Regions from separate parts of the Mus musculus genome. Here regions 1 and 2 are each linked to region 3. The links are chromatin contacts, called in public HiChIP or PLAC-seq maps. All regions are on one chromosome and are shown on one strand. The core of a region is the stretch at or near the end of the contact, and the rest is flanking DNA. Distances in the headings are between cores, read along the strand shown. Region 1 holds the start of Slc7a7 (solute carrier family 7 (cationic amino acid transporter, y+ system), member 7). Region 2 holds the start of Mmp14 (matrix metallopeptidase 14 (membrane-inserted)). Region 3 has its middle 20 kb from the start of Oxa1l.

The links. HiChIP or PLAC-seq counts read pairs in DNA pulled down with a chosen protein or histone mark.
Region 1: a contact with region 3 is called in an H3K4me3 HiChIP or PLAC-seq map of embryonic stem cells, with 16 read pairs. The contact joins the promoter of Slc7a7 here to the enhancer-like site in region 3. A contact is called at or near these places in 21 of 39 promoter capture datasets (the 3T3-L1 cell line, 3T3-L1-derived adipocytes, the C10 cell line and 14 more), 6 of 484 Hi-C or Micro-C datasets (the HPC-7 cell line, bone marrow, extraembryonic endoderm stem cells and 3 more), 5 of 115 datasets of contacts at active chromatin or transcription factors (bone marrow-derived macrophages, embryonic stem cells, intestinal crypt epithelium and 1 more) and 3 of 9 other capture datasets (adipose tissue, liver and pancreatic islet).
Region 2: a contact with region 3 is called in an H3K4me3 HiChIP or PLAC-seq map of embryonic stem cells, with 14 read pairs. The contact joins the promoter of Mmp14 here to the enhancer-like site in region 3. A contact is called at or near these places in 24 of 39 promoter capture datasets (the 3T3-L1 cell line, 3T3-L1-derived adipocytes, the C10 cell line and 14 more), 3 of 484 Hi-C or Micro-C datasets (bone marrow, memory CD8 T cells and pre-B cells), 2 of 115 datasets of contacts at active chromatin or transcription factors (both in embryonic stem cells) and 3 of 9 other capture datasets (adipose tissue, liver and pancreatic islet).

What each region holds. Positions count from the first base shown.
Region 1 is chr14:54,408,474-54,413,046 of GRCm38.p6, reverse strand. It overlaps Slc7a7 (solute carrier family 7 (cationic amino acid transporter, y+ system), member 7), which reads left to right and starts at 2,844. Exons shown (of 10, transcript NM_001379499.1): 1 at 2,844-2,969; 2 at 3,999-4,544. The coding sequence starts at 4,043.
Region 2 is chr14:54,428,398-54,432,949 of GRCm38.p6, reverse strand. It overlaps Mmp14 (matrix metallopeptidase 14 (membrane-inserted)), which reads right to left and starts at 1,352. Exons shown (of 10, transcript NM_008608.4): 1 at 977-1,352. The coding sequence starts at 1,084. Mrpl52 (mitochondrial ribosomal protein L52) reads right to left here. Exons shown (of 5, transcript NM_026851.2): 4 at 4,302-4,366; 5 at 3,200-3,368. The coding sequence ends at 3,222.
Region 3 is chr14:54,338,911-54,342,902 of GRCm38.p6, reverse strand. No RefSeq gene overlaps it. Among named protein-coding and RNA genes, the nearest start is that of Oxa1l, 20 kb to the left of the region's middle. Within about 2 kb of position 1,857, at least 6 of the 459 cell types and tissues checked have an H3K27ac peak or open chromatin away from gene starts, as enhancers often do. A contact at or near this core is called in embryonic stem cells and stem cell-derived epiblast-like cells, where this site is marked.

The DNA of each region.
Region 1 (4,573 bases), core at 1,595-4,094, 69 kb before region 3:
GAGGGGGCACTTCCATGAATGGCAGGCAGCCTGTCTTGCCTGGTTGCAGAGGCCTTACTGGCAGCTGGAAAGAGGATTCCATTTGTTGTACTTCCTGGAGAGACCACTAGGGCATGCTGTTTGCTGGGGTGTGGGTTCCATCCATCCTTCAATTCCTTAAGGACTTCACTGGTTTTTGTTGTATATTTGTTTGTTTGTTTGTTATCAATCATGAGCTCAACCTCCTGGACCCTCACATCCTTTTCTCCCTTATTCTTTCCAGGGATTCACATTTGAGTCTGTACTCCACTGACGGCAAGGGCATTTTGATCCTAAAAGGGCAGGTGTCTTGATGTGTGTTTCTGTGTCTTCAATAGAAGTCACAGTACTCTGGGTAGACATTGTCACTTCTCTCTCTCTCTCTCTCTCTCTCTCTCTTTTTTTTGTTTTTTTTTTTTTTGGTTTTTCGAGACAGGATTTCTCTGTGTAGCCCTGGAGCTCACTTTGTAGACCAGGCTGGTCTCGAACTCAAAAATCCACCAGCCTCTGCCTCCCAAGTGCTGGGGTTAAAGGTGTGCTCCACCATGCCCGGGCGTCACTTCTCTTTTTCACCCCAAATGACAATGGGAGGTGCAGCCGGAAGGCAGTGACAGTGATTCCACCCAGGCTGTCCCCCTAAAGACTGCAGATTGCTTTCCAATCTAATCTTAGTCCGCCCTAGGTAGGTAACTCATTAGGGAGCCACCTGGGGTGGCTTCCTGTCTAAAGGGATGGTCTGGTGACCAGAGACAATGACGGGCCAGAGAGCTGGAAGCTGAGGAGACAGCACAGCTGTGTGATCTTCACTGCCTGCCTCCTCTCCACTTGGCACCCTGCAGAGTGTGTGGTACCTGCTTCCTGGCTGCATACTTTCCATCGAGCTAATGCATTGAAATGCACAGTGGGGTGTCTGGCCTGGACAAGGACTCAGGCAGTGTTAGCACTACCATCATGGACGTGTTTCAGGGGAGGCTGGGAGGAAAGGGCAGTGTCTTCAAGACGGATCTCAGATGTATGTAGGGCTGCCTTGTGAGAAATGCAATCTTTAAAATTTTTTTAAAAATTCATTTTTATGTGTATGGGTGTTTTGCCTGCATGTGTTTATGTACCGTGTATGTATTAGTAGCTATGGAGTCCAGAAGAGGGCATCAAATCTCCTGAAACTGGAGTTGTGAGCTGCCATGTGGGTGCTGGGTGTGGTGCTCGGGTCTTCTCAAGAACAGAAAGTGCTCTCAACTGCTGAGCCATCTCTCCATCCTCAAAGCACAGTTTTTGGGAGGCCTAAGCCCAGCATCCCATCTCGGTTTAGCTAAGAACATCAAGGGGCTGGGCTGGGAGGGTGAGTGAGCATAGAGATGAACTGTCTCTGACTATTTCTGTAGAATAACCAAAGAGTGAAGAAGAGGTAGAAGAAGAAGGGATACACAGTTGGGTTTCAGAACAGGTAAGCTGCCAAAAAAGGCTCAGTATACCAGAGTTAAAGTCGATTATAAAGGTAGAATAAACTGTGATTTCAAATTGTAGAACTTTTTCTGTTTATTCTGGGCCTGTCTAACATAGTTCAGTGAAACCTTATTTCCACACTATTTTTGTGCCTTGGGGGTAGGTAAGCGCTCTACCATTGAGCTATACTCCAACTTTCCATACACACACACACACACACACACACACACACACACACATACACACACACATTATTATTATTATGTTAGCTTGTTTTTTTTTTCTTTTGAGGCAGAGTTTCTCCTCATAGCCCTTGCTGCCCTAGAACTCACTCTGTAGACCAGGCTGTCCTTGATCTTTGAACTCAGAGAGCTCCCTGCCTTTGCCCCCAGAGTGCTGGGTTTAAAGGTGTGTACCACGGTGCTCAGCTAATTTTTTTATTGTAGTGCGCGCACGCTCGTAGAACAGTAGGAAATTTTCTCCTTCCATCATGGGCTTCATCTTGGCAGCCCCTCTCCCCCTCCCCCACCTTTGACATGGGGTCTCTAGTCTGGCCTTAACCAAATAGGACCCTCCTGTCTCAACCTTCTGGATGTGGGATTACAGGTATGAGCCATTCACGTCTGGGCCTCCATATATTTTTAAGAAATGGAGGAAAGCTTGTACTGAGACCTACATAGGAAGTTTTGGGCGCTCCAGAGGTTGTAGTGTGTTTCCCTAAGAATGAAAGAGCATAATGGTGGAATGGAGTTGGATCTAGAAGTTTGATCTCATTTCTGAACCATATTTCTTTTGAAATCGCTCGAGGGTCAGACTTTGGGGGTGATGCCCCGGTTTAGAGGCAGCCACCCCTTTCTCTGCATGGGGAAGTGTACAGCGATCTCACTTAGAGCGCCACATGGGGCGTCTGAACCACTCCCATACTTCCGCCAATCTCAGCCTGTGAACAATGCGTCCCATTCTCTAACCTTCCTGCCTTTCTTGTTTCGGGTGAGAGAGAGAAGTGAAGTTTGGGTGGGCCATGGAGGGAGGACACATGGGGAGAGGTCTGTGCCACCAGTGCTCTGTACTTGGTAACTTATTAGACTCTCTGGGGTTTCAGAGAGCACACCCAGTTAGTTAGCTGTCCCTTCCTCTGGGCCTCCTGTCCCGGGGCAGAGCTGACAAAGGAGATTCCTGATCGAGCACCTTCTTATCACAGAAAGTGCTGAGCCAGGAGCTCCTAGCTGCCCCTTTCGCAGATATGAAAGGCCTGTGAACCTTGGACCCAGAGGGTTGCTTAACGCTCCTCTCCCTTTTCCTCACCCCTTCCTTTCCTAGCTCCCTCACCTCCTCCTCCCTTCTTGACCTGACTTAAATCCGGTAGGCGTTTGTCTGGGTTTCCCTCTTACTGCTGGAGGAAGGAGGAGCTGTCAGATCTCTGTTCTTGGAGGGTGTGTGTGCCTCTTTGTCTCAGAGACTGCGGCTGGCCATTGCTGTGGGAACCTCCTTATATCCAGAGCCAGGGAGTGAGTGTGCCCCACCCTGTCCCCTTGCTAAACCCTCTGCTGTTCTCTGTCTGTCCAGTCACTTCCTCGAGCTACAGAGCCTCTGGCTGTAGTGTTTCGCCATTTGTCTGATTGCTTTCCTATTTTGTGCAGCTGTCTCTAGCTCTGTATTTCAGGGCATCTGCTGTCTGGCCTTAGCTCTTTCTTTTCCTTGGTTTGCTTTGATATGTCTCCAGCAGTTCTATGGTGGGTGTCTATGGTGGGTGGGCAGCCACCACCCACTGCCTCCAGTCATCTCTGGTTTCTGCTGTGTGTTTGGGCCACCCTTCTGAAAGATCATTCCTACTTTTTGGCTGGTGTGATGTGAGAGATTTGGCAGCAGGAGGCCTGGGATGCTAGAGGCTGGGACAGGTATCTGGGAATGGAAAAGCAGTACAAAGCGAATCAATCTCCTGTCTTTTTTTTTTTTTTTTTTTTTCTTTCCAGGATGGGTGGGGCTGCTTGGGCTTTGCCAACATCTAAGATGCCAGCTGACCATTTGTTAATGGCTATTCCCGAGCAGGGAGGTGGCTGTGCATCCGTAGCAGGAGCGCTTTAAAAGCTTCAGCCCAGCACACAGACTCCTTAGGGGAAAGAACAGCAAATCAGCAAAAAGAGGATCTAGCGAATCAGTTGGTTTCAGGGTTGGTTCCTCATACAGGCATCTCAGCGCAGGGACATTTGAAACTGAAATCAGAGGGGAGAGACTTTGGGGGTCAGGGGGAGGCAGAAAAAAGTTTTACCAAACTGCCTCATTCATGCCTGTCCTGTGTCATAACAGGTTGAGGGTTCAGCTGTCTGATAAATAAGGTATGCTACATCCTAAGGCTAGCATGTTTTCCCCTTTTGTGGGGGAAAAGCCAAGCCGGGGTCATTTTGACATGCCTTGGGTGTTGCGGGGAGACAGAAGTGAGGAGGGTGTCTGGACTGGTGGGTGCTGACTGCCTTGGGCCCTGTGGTGTGGGAGGGAGAGATTCTGCAGTGACCAACACAGCCTTCTTTCTTCCTTAGAGGGCAATGCGAGCAAGCTGGTGAAGGTCTTCCTTCTCTTCGCCATGGTCAACAGCACCAAGTATGAAGTGGCTGCTCAGCACGAGGCCGACGATGGCTCTGCTCTCGGGGATGGGGCCAGCCCAGTGGCGGAGCAGGTCAAACTGAAGAAGGAGATCTCCCTGCTTAATGGCGTGTGTCTCATAGTGGGGAACATGATCGGCTCCGGCATCTTTGTCTCCCCTAAGGGTGTGCTCATGTACAGTGCCTCTTTTGGCCTCTCACTGGTCATCTGGGCTGTCGGGGGCATTTTCTCCGTCTTTGGGGCCCTTTGTTACGCTGAACTGGGTACCACCATTAAGAAATCCGGGGCCAGCTATGCTTATATCCTGGAGGCCTTCGGGGGATTCCTTGCGTTCATCCGCCTCTGGACTTCTCTGCTCATCATTGAACCCACCAGCCAGGCCGTCATTGCCATCACCTTTGCCAACTACATGGTGCAGCCCCTCTTCCCGAGCTGTGGCGCTCCCTATGCCGCCGGCCGCCTGCTGGCCGCTGCCTGCATCTGTAAGTAGAGATGGGGCAGGATTGGTGTT
Region 2 (4,552 bases), core at 103-2,602, 91 kb before region 3:
CAGAGAAGAGGGAGTCAAATCCAGACCGTATCCTTCATTTGGGCCCTTCCCAGCCCTTCCCTACCACACCCAGGTCCTCACCAGGCTGAGTGGGTTGGGATGGCCCAAAATAAGAAGCTGATTAAATCCGTCTCCCACCTTCACCCCAAAATAAGAGAGGGAGGGAAAACTTCCTCGGACTACTCCCATGCCGCTTCCTTCAGGACCGGGGTGGGCTATGGTCACGGAAGAGTTAGGGATGGGGGTGGGGGCGCCAGAGTCAGTTGGGACACTCAGGGGAGACCCAGGCCAACCCTCAACTAACTCACCGAGCGAGCGACTCCCCCTAGTCTCCCCGCGATCAATGCAGAAAAATAATTATCAACAACAAAAAGGCCCCCCAAGGCGCCGGTAGGGGTGTGGAGGACGAGGGAGGAGGTGGCCAGGCTGAGCCCCGCTGCTCACAAGAAGAGCTTTGTGTGCGCGGAAGTTCGGCCCGCCGCGATCCTCGACGCCCGGGCCAGCGGCCCGCACCGAGGGCGGTCCAGGGGAGGCGGGTACAGCTTGGGCGCCCCCGACGCCCCCACTTGGTACGGATGCGTCCGTGCAGGGCCTCGGGCACCTGAGCGCTGCCAAACTGAAGGAACAACTCGCGTGTGACACCGGCCCGGACGGCGCGGAGTCCAGTGTCTCTGAGGCTCCCGCCTTGTGCCACAGTGCGCGCAGAGCTTGGAAAAGCGAGGCCCGGGCCCCGCTGCAGAGTTCTTCCAGGGAAGGGAGGAATGGGAAAGAGTCGGTGGCGGCGGAAGGGGGGTTGTTGGAGGCAGGCAAAAGTTGGATCAACTTGCAAGTTTGCAGATGAGGGGAGAAAAAGAAAGGCTGGCGCAGCAGAGCCCCCCCAGAGCCCATCTCTCAGCGGGGGCTGTCCCCTTGGAGACCCCCGGGCTCGCCTACCCGGCGGGCGAAACTCCGGGAAGGGCCGGAGGAGCTCACTTACTTCGGGGCTGAAGTTGCTGCCTTGGGCCCAGCCGAGGGAGGCGAGCGCCGTGCCAAGCGTGAGCAGGGGGAGCAGGAGGCTGCGGGAGGGTCGAGGGGCGGGAGACATGGTCCCCGGCGTCGGGGCGCCGGGCGGTGCGGGCTCCGCGGCGGGGCCCACGCCCTGGGGTCGCGCCGCCTCTCTTGGGGCGCCTTTGTCTTCTAAAGGAACGGAATGTGGATTCCTAGAGCGCGGTCGGCTTGGAGGTGAGGGAATTGCTCCTGGAAATGTCTGTTTGCTCTTCTCTTTTCCGTTTTTTGATCTTTCTTCTGCTTAGTCGGCGAACTGAGTTGGAAGCCCTCTCTGCTCTCCTTTGGTCCCTCCCTTCTCCCACAGCCTCTCCTCCGCCCCCGCCCCAATGCCCTCCTTTTTCGGTGGGGACGTGGTGTTTCAGCTCGAATCCAATTACAGCAGGAGAGAAGGGGAAAAAAAAGTTTGTCTTTTCTGTGGTGCAGGCTGCCATCTGCAGGGGTTGAGGCCGCAGCCGGCAACTAACTAGGAGCCTGGGTGTCCCAGGGGACGGGATGCGGAAGACTTTCTCTTCCTAAGCATTTTTTGGGTGGCCTGATTCCCGTAGTATTCAGCATGTCTCACTTGAGAGTGTTTAAGTATTGGGAAGCCCGATGGCTAGGAATGGTGGAGACATGAAGTCTAACTTGCGAGTGAGGAAGGTTGGGAGAAGGGACATTTACTAACAAGAGGGTTGTATGCTGAGACCTGTGGACAGCCTCCTTCTCCTCCTCTTGCCCCAAAGTTAAGACTGTAACAAAAGCCACATGCCCAACAGCCACCGCAATTACTTTGAATTGGGGGACCGACCCCTTTATTAATGGCTTTTACAATCTGGCTGTTCTATTAAGTGTGAACTGCCTGGGTAGGAAAGGGCTTCAAGGTCACAGGATCGGGGGAAGCCCGATGGATAGAAGTGGTGAAATTTGTTGGAAGAGGAAGGAATGGGAGGTAGGGTTTTGGAGTTTCCTTTAGTCTTTACAGTGGAGACAGTTCCTTCGAGCGCGCAGCTTCCGTGATGGCTGGGCAGGGAGAACAAAAGGAGAGGCAGACAGGGGAGAGGGAGGCCAGGCTGCGCTGGCTCTCCGAGAGGGAGACAGATAAGAGGTTGACAACTAGATATGGAAACACACCAGCAGTGGGACAGAGGCAGGAAAAGTGTGGGAGACAGAAAACTCGACCATCAGCGAAATGTAAGATCCAAGAATTGCATTTGGTCAGCGAGAGGAAGGCAGTGGGGAGAGGGAAGGAAAGCAAGCAAGGGAAGCGGTAAGGGAAGGGGGCAGGAATAAAGCCAGGTAGGAAGCTGCAGAGATCCACAGCTGCCAGCTTTGTGGTGGATGATGGGAGCCAAACACGGAGCACTGGAACGGGAACAAAGGTCCTTGCCTCCAGAATCCAAGGGAGGCTCACGATCAATACAATGAATGGTTGCTAGGTCATGGGCAGCGACCTTGTGTGTGGGGGTGGGGAAGCAAGGACCCTCTTTAACCTCTGGAACTTAAGTCTGATTATTACTCCTTCAGCAGAAGACCCCGAGTTTAATCCTTCCTATATCTGCCTTACAGTGTGAGTGTCTCCTGGACCATGTACCCAGATACTAGCTGCTTGTTAAGAAAGGGACTTCTAACAGGTATGGTGGCACATGGCTTTAAATCCAGACAGAGGTGGGAGGATCTTTGTGATTGCCAGACAACTTGGTCTACCTGGCCAGTTTCAGGACAGCCAGTGCTACCGTGAGACCATGTCTTAAAAAGGAAAAAGATCCTCAGGTGGAAAGACCTTTTCAAGAAAACATTAAATGCCAACTGTATGCATCTGAGCTGTGCATGGTCTCTTAGTGACAAGAGTATGAGGGTGAACCAGGGAAACTGCTGCTGCCCCTTTCTTCTCTCACAAAGCAGTTGCTTGTGGTTGATTAAAAATCCCAAGCAGGCCAAGTGATAGGTGGTGGTGTGCTTAGCTTTTGTTAAGGCTCTGGGCACGTTCTTCAGCACTAGGGGCAAAATGATCCCAGAGCAAGATCTGGCTGAACTGGAATGGGGAGGACTAAGGGCACTGGGCCAAGCCTGGCAGGCAGTGATTTTAAGGTCTTTTGCTATCAATACAAGTGGTGGGGAAAATGACTTGATAAAGCATTCAGACTATAGAAAAGAAAGCCAGAGAGAGTCTGGGAAAGTGGGGCAGGAGCTGCTTTTTATTGATTCGGAAGTGGGCTTCTCAGTAAAGTCCCTTTAGGTTTGAGATCATGTTCCTTCTTCCTTTCTTCCTGCAATTTCTGCTGCCTGAGCTTCCATGCCTGTATTCCAGCATCCATTTCCTGTGTCAGCAGTACAACTCGTCTCTGAAACAGACAGGAAGAGAGTAGGTGACATCTGGGGCTCAGGCATATGTACCACTGAGCAGGTCTCCCCCTCCCCCCCCAAAGCCAAGTGTTCAGCTGGATACTGATGCATCACGCTGACGGTGTGAAGCTGAGGAAGGTCAGCTGTTGGTTTCTGCAGAGTGCCCCGCTCCAGTCTTCCCTTCTCAGTCGTAGTAAAACATCAGCTTGGCCAGGTAGGGGGATACATCCTTTGATCCTAGTACTTGGGAGGTGAAGGCAGGCCCATCTCTTGTGAGTTTGAGGCTGGCCTGGTCTACATGCCTCATCGAAAGAAAGAAAAGGGACTGGAGAGATGGCTCAGAGGTTAAGAGCACTGATTGCTCTTCCAGAGGTCCTGAGTTCAAATCCCAGCAACCACACGGTGGCTCACAACCATCTGTAATGGGGTCTGATGCCCTCTTCTGGTGTGTGTCTGAAGACAGCTACATTGTACTCATATAAATAAAAATAAATAAATCTTTAAAAAGATAAGTTAGTTGGGTGTAAGGACTGGAGAAATGGCTGCTGCTGGTGTGCCTGCCTAGCAGGCAGGAAGCCCTGGATTTTATCCCATGCACTGCCAAACAGTAGCTCAAGTACAACACAACTTAAAACAGATTCTAATTTATGGGGCTGTAGAGATGGCTCTCTGCTCTTGCAAGGGACAAGGGTTCAACTCCCAGTAGCCACCCCAGAGCTCACAACCATCTGTAATTCCAGTTCCAGAGGATCTGACACCCTCCTCTGACCACTACAGGTACCACGAACACATATGATGAACATACATTGATACAGGCAAAACACATGTATATAAAGTAAAAATCAATCTTAAAGAAAATGAAGATAAATGATGATTTAAATTTTCCTCCTCCAGTCATAAACACAGCCTTTGGCAGAGTCCCAGCTACTCACTGCAAGCTTCTCCCTTTGAGCTTTTCTTCGAAGTTGGCCTTTCATTGGGGGTGCAGGGCGGCCATCTACAGACAAAAGTAAACAAAAGGCATAGTGTTAAATGTGGTCTGGGGATCCTGTCCAAACACTGGTGTGATAGGGATTGGAGAAGAGTAAGCCCCTAGCTCCACTTTTCCAGGTCACCCTGACTATGGTTGGTTGGGTGGATGCTGGCGTGCGTGAGGCTGTAGGTTCAGGGCCCAGTTCTGCTC
Region 3 (3,992 bases), core at 608-3,107:
TAACCGCTGAGCCATCTCACCAGCCAGCATTTGAGATGTTTTGTCAACAATTTAATGTTACCCATGTTACTGGGATTTTTTATAATTCTCAAGGACAAGGTATTGTGGAACTTTAAAACTATATCTTCTTAAACAAAAAAGGGGAGAATTATATCCCCATGCACATTATTTAAATCACACTTTTTATTTTAAAAATTTTAAAATTTGGATACCAAAGAACTCCTTGCTGAGTGCCTTATAGTATCCTACAACTAGGCATACTCATGCCTAGGTGAGATGAAAGGATCTATTTATCGGCATATGGCATGATCCTTATCAGATATTTAATATGGGGAAGAGGGAATGTTTGTGGTTTTTTTCCACAGAATGCTGCAAGAGCTTGCTAGCTGCCAGAGTGATTGGTGTGGCAAGCTGACATAAAAGGATAACGCTGACCTGTGAGCTTACTGAGTGCCCTGACAATGGTAGCAAGAAAGCTATATTAGATATATGTTCTTGACCCACCTTTGCTTGCCTATGTCCCAGATTAGACAAGCTAAACTGCCTTGCTTCAAGGACAGAGAACATAGAGAGATTGTGGAAACTGATTTAGGAAAACGAATCAAAGGGAGGAGTTACAATGACTCTTCTCTTTCCTTTAATGGGATCAGTTATTCTGGCTCAATCATGGACTGGTCTAGAAATAATTCCAATATTGGAGATTCCTATTATGAAGATAGCTAAAAATCTTTATCAGCCAGCAGAGTTAACTTGGAGCATAGCCTCCACTATTTACATGAGAAGTTAACAGTTTTTCTGTTGATTCTCAAGCCCAGCACCCCCACCCCCACCCCCCCAGCTTGGGCTTGATCTCTGCTAATTTGCAACTGAATTAAGTGCCTGGGACATCCCCACAGACTACCTTAATCTTGCTGCTTTCAACTTTGACTTTGTGTTTCAAGCAGGTCAGTTGCCTCCATGCAGGTTTGCCTTCAGCAAAGCACAGATGGCAGTGATTCACGGCTATGAAGAAATGCATTGAGTGCATATTGTGGCTTTGGTCTGATTGGGAAAAAGGTGTGCAATGAGGGCCGGCAGCCAAGGATGGGCCACTGGGTCTATGGCTTATTTCAACCTAAGACAGAGGCATGTGCCAATAGGCTGTGTTTGTTCATAATCAACACTAAAATGCTATGTTTGTGCAAATAAACACAAGCTGCACATGTTCTCTGAGACGGGTCTGAATAAGTCCAATTAGTCCTAAGACAGGCATGGCTAACAGCCACCATAATTCTCAGGCAGGACCATGGAGCATAAGTAAATTATATGCCTCAGTCCAGCTAATTTTTAATAAATAAAAAGGGAGGAACTGTGCCCTTCCCCCAGCCTTGAGCAGGCTGGCTCAGACCTTGCTTGCCACAGCCAGCTAGCCCACCTAGGGTGGAGTCTTCTGACCTAGGTAAAGTCTATTGTCCTGCCACATCTGCACCTTTCCTCCAAGATGCCACTACCTGCTGAGAGGTTGAACCTCTTTTCCTGACAAAAGGCAGCTGATCCTCACAAGCAAAGAGATCCTGGCATGGTAGGGGATGGGTCCCCCCCTTTATAAGCTTAAACTCTTAATTAAACAGTGGCCTTGATCAGAAAACTTTGTCTTGGCTCGTTATTTCTTTTGCTGCCTTTCCCATCCCAAATCCCATCTTTACTTTCAGGAACCCAGTAACCTGTGGACGCAGGTGGCTGGCTACACCATATAAACCTTTAACTTCCAGAAACCCCGACTTCTTTCATATCATGTGTGTTCAACTAACTCCTCCCGTGGACTCACATTGGGCTCCTCCAAGTTTCACCTACCCAAGCACTGTGTCCCACAGCTGACTCCTACTATGTGGGGCACACCCAACTGACTCGCAGCCCAGCTGATGATCCACTCAGACCCACATTGGAACTCCAGATTAAACAAAGACCGTGAGTATCCCTGGCACCCGTTCCAAAAATCCAGACCTTCCAGCCACTCTGAAGAGAGTCACTCTATTGTCTTCCCACTTTTGTTTTCGGGGAGAGCTATTGCACTGACTCTGGTCCAAATCCAGAAAGTCTAATGGATCATGAACAAAAACTCCGATTCCATCCCCTACCCCCCCCCCCATGCTTTATTCTTTCTTTTTCCACTCCTGGCCTCCCCGCCCATTTGACTTTTTCTTATCCATCTATCTATCTATCTATCTATCTATCTATCTATCTATCTATCTATCTATCTATCTATCTATCTATCTATCTATCATCCAGCCATTGCCCCTTCTCCCAGACCCCCTCCCACAGTTCCTCAGACCATTCCTCCCCCTCCTGTCTCTGAGAGAATGCTTCCCTACCACCAGGCCTCCCCCCTCCCTGGGGTCTCAACTCTCTCGTGGATTAGGCACACCTTTTCCCACTGAGGCCAGACAAGGCAGTACCTTACTATATATGTATGTGTGTGTGTGTGTATGTGGGCACTTGTGTATGCTGCCTGGTTTGGTTGGTGACTCAGTGTCTGGGAGCTCCCAGAGGTCCCGGTTAGTTGAGACTGATGGTCTCCCTATGGGTCGCCCTCCCCTTTTGCTTCTTCCATAACTTTCCCTAGTTCCCCATAGGGGTCTCCAACTTCAGTCCAATGGTTGAATGTAAACATCTGCATTTGTCTCAGTCAGCTACTGATTGGGCTTCTCAGAGGATAGCTATGCTAGGCTCCTGTCATGTATGTCCTTTTGGATCTGGGTTACTTCACTCAGGATGGTATTTTCTAGTTCAACCCATTTGCCTGCATAACTCATGATGTTCTCATTCTTAATAGCTGAGTAGTATTCCATTTGTAAATGTACCACATTTTCTGTATCTGTTCTTCCATTTTGGGACATATGGATTGTTTCCAGATTCTGGATATTACAAACAAGGCCACTATGAACATAGTGGAGCATGTGTCCCTCTGGTGTGGTGGGGCATCTTTTTGGTATATGTCCAAGAGTGGTATAGCTGGATCTTCTGGTAGGTCTATTTCCTATTTTCTGAAGAACCGCCAGATTGATTTCCAGAGTGGTTGTACCAATTTGAAATTCCACCAGCAATGGAGGAGTGTTCTCTTTCTCCACATCCTCACCAGCATGTGCTGTCACCTGAGTTTTTGATCTTAGCCATTCTGACTGGTGTGAGGTGGAATCTCAGGGTCATTTTGATTTGCATTTCCCTGATGACTAAGAACTTTGAACATTTCCTTAAGTGCTTCTTGGCCATTTAAAATTCCTCTGTTGGGCTGGTGAGATGGCTCAGTGGATAAGAGCACCCAACTGCTCTTCCGAAGGTCCAGAGTTCAAATCCCAGCAACCACATAGTGGCTCACAACCATCTGTAACGAGATCTGACTCCCTCTTCTGGAGTGTCTGAAGACAGCTACAATGTACTTCCATATAATAAATAAATAAATCTTTTTAAAAAAATTCCTCTGTTGTGAATTCTTTTTTTTGTTCTATACCCCATTTTTAAATTGAGTTATTTGTGTTTTTTTTTTTTTTTTTTTTTTTTTTGGCGGTTAGCTTCTTGAGTTCTTTATATAGTTTGGATATTAGCCCTCTATTGGATGTGGGGTTAACGAAGTTTTTTGTTTTTGTTTTTGTTTTTTTTTTCCCTTCCCATTTTGTAGGTTACTGATTTTTCCTATTGACTGTGCCTTTTGCCTTATAGAAGTTTTTCTGTTACAGAAGCTTTTCAGTTTCACGAGGCCCCATTTATCAATTGTTGATCTTAGAGCCTGAGCCATTGGAGTTCAGTTAGTGTCAATGAGTTCGAGGCTTTCTCCCACTTTCTCCTCTATTAGGTTCAGTGTATCTGGTTTTACATTGAGATCCTTGATCCACTTGGACTTCAGCTTTGTGCTAGAATAAAGCTTACCTGGTCATAATGAATGATCTTTTACTTATTTATTACTTATTTTTATGTGTATGAGTGTTTTGCTTGCATGTAAGTATATGTACTGTGTG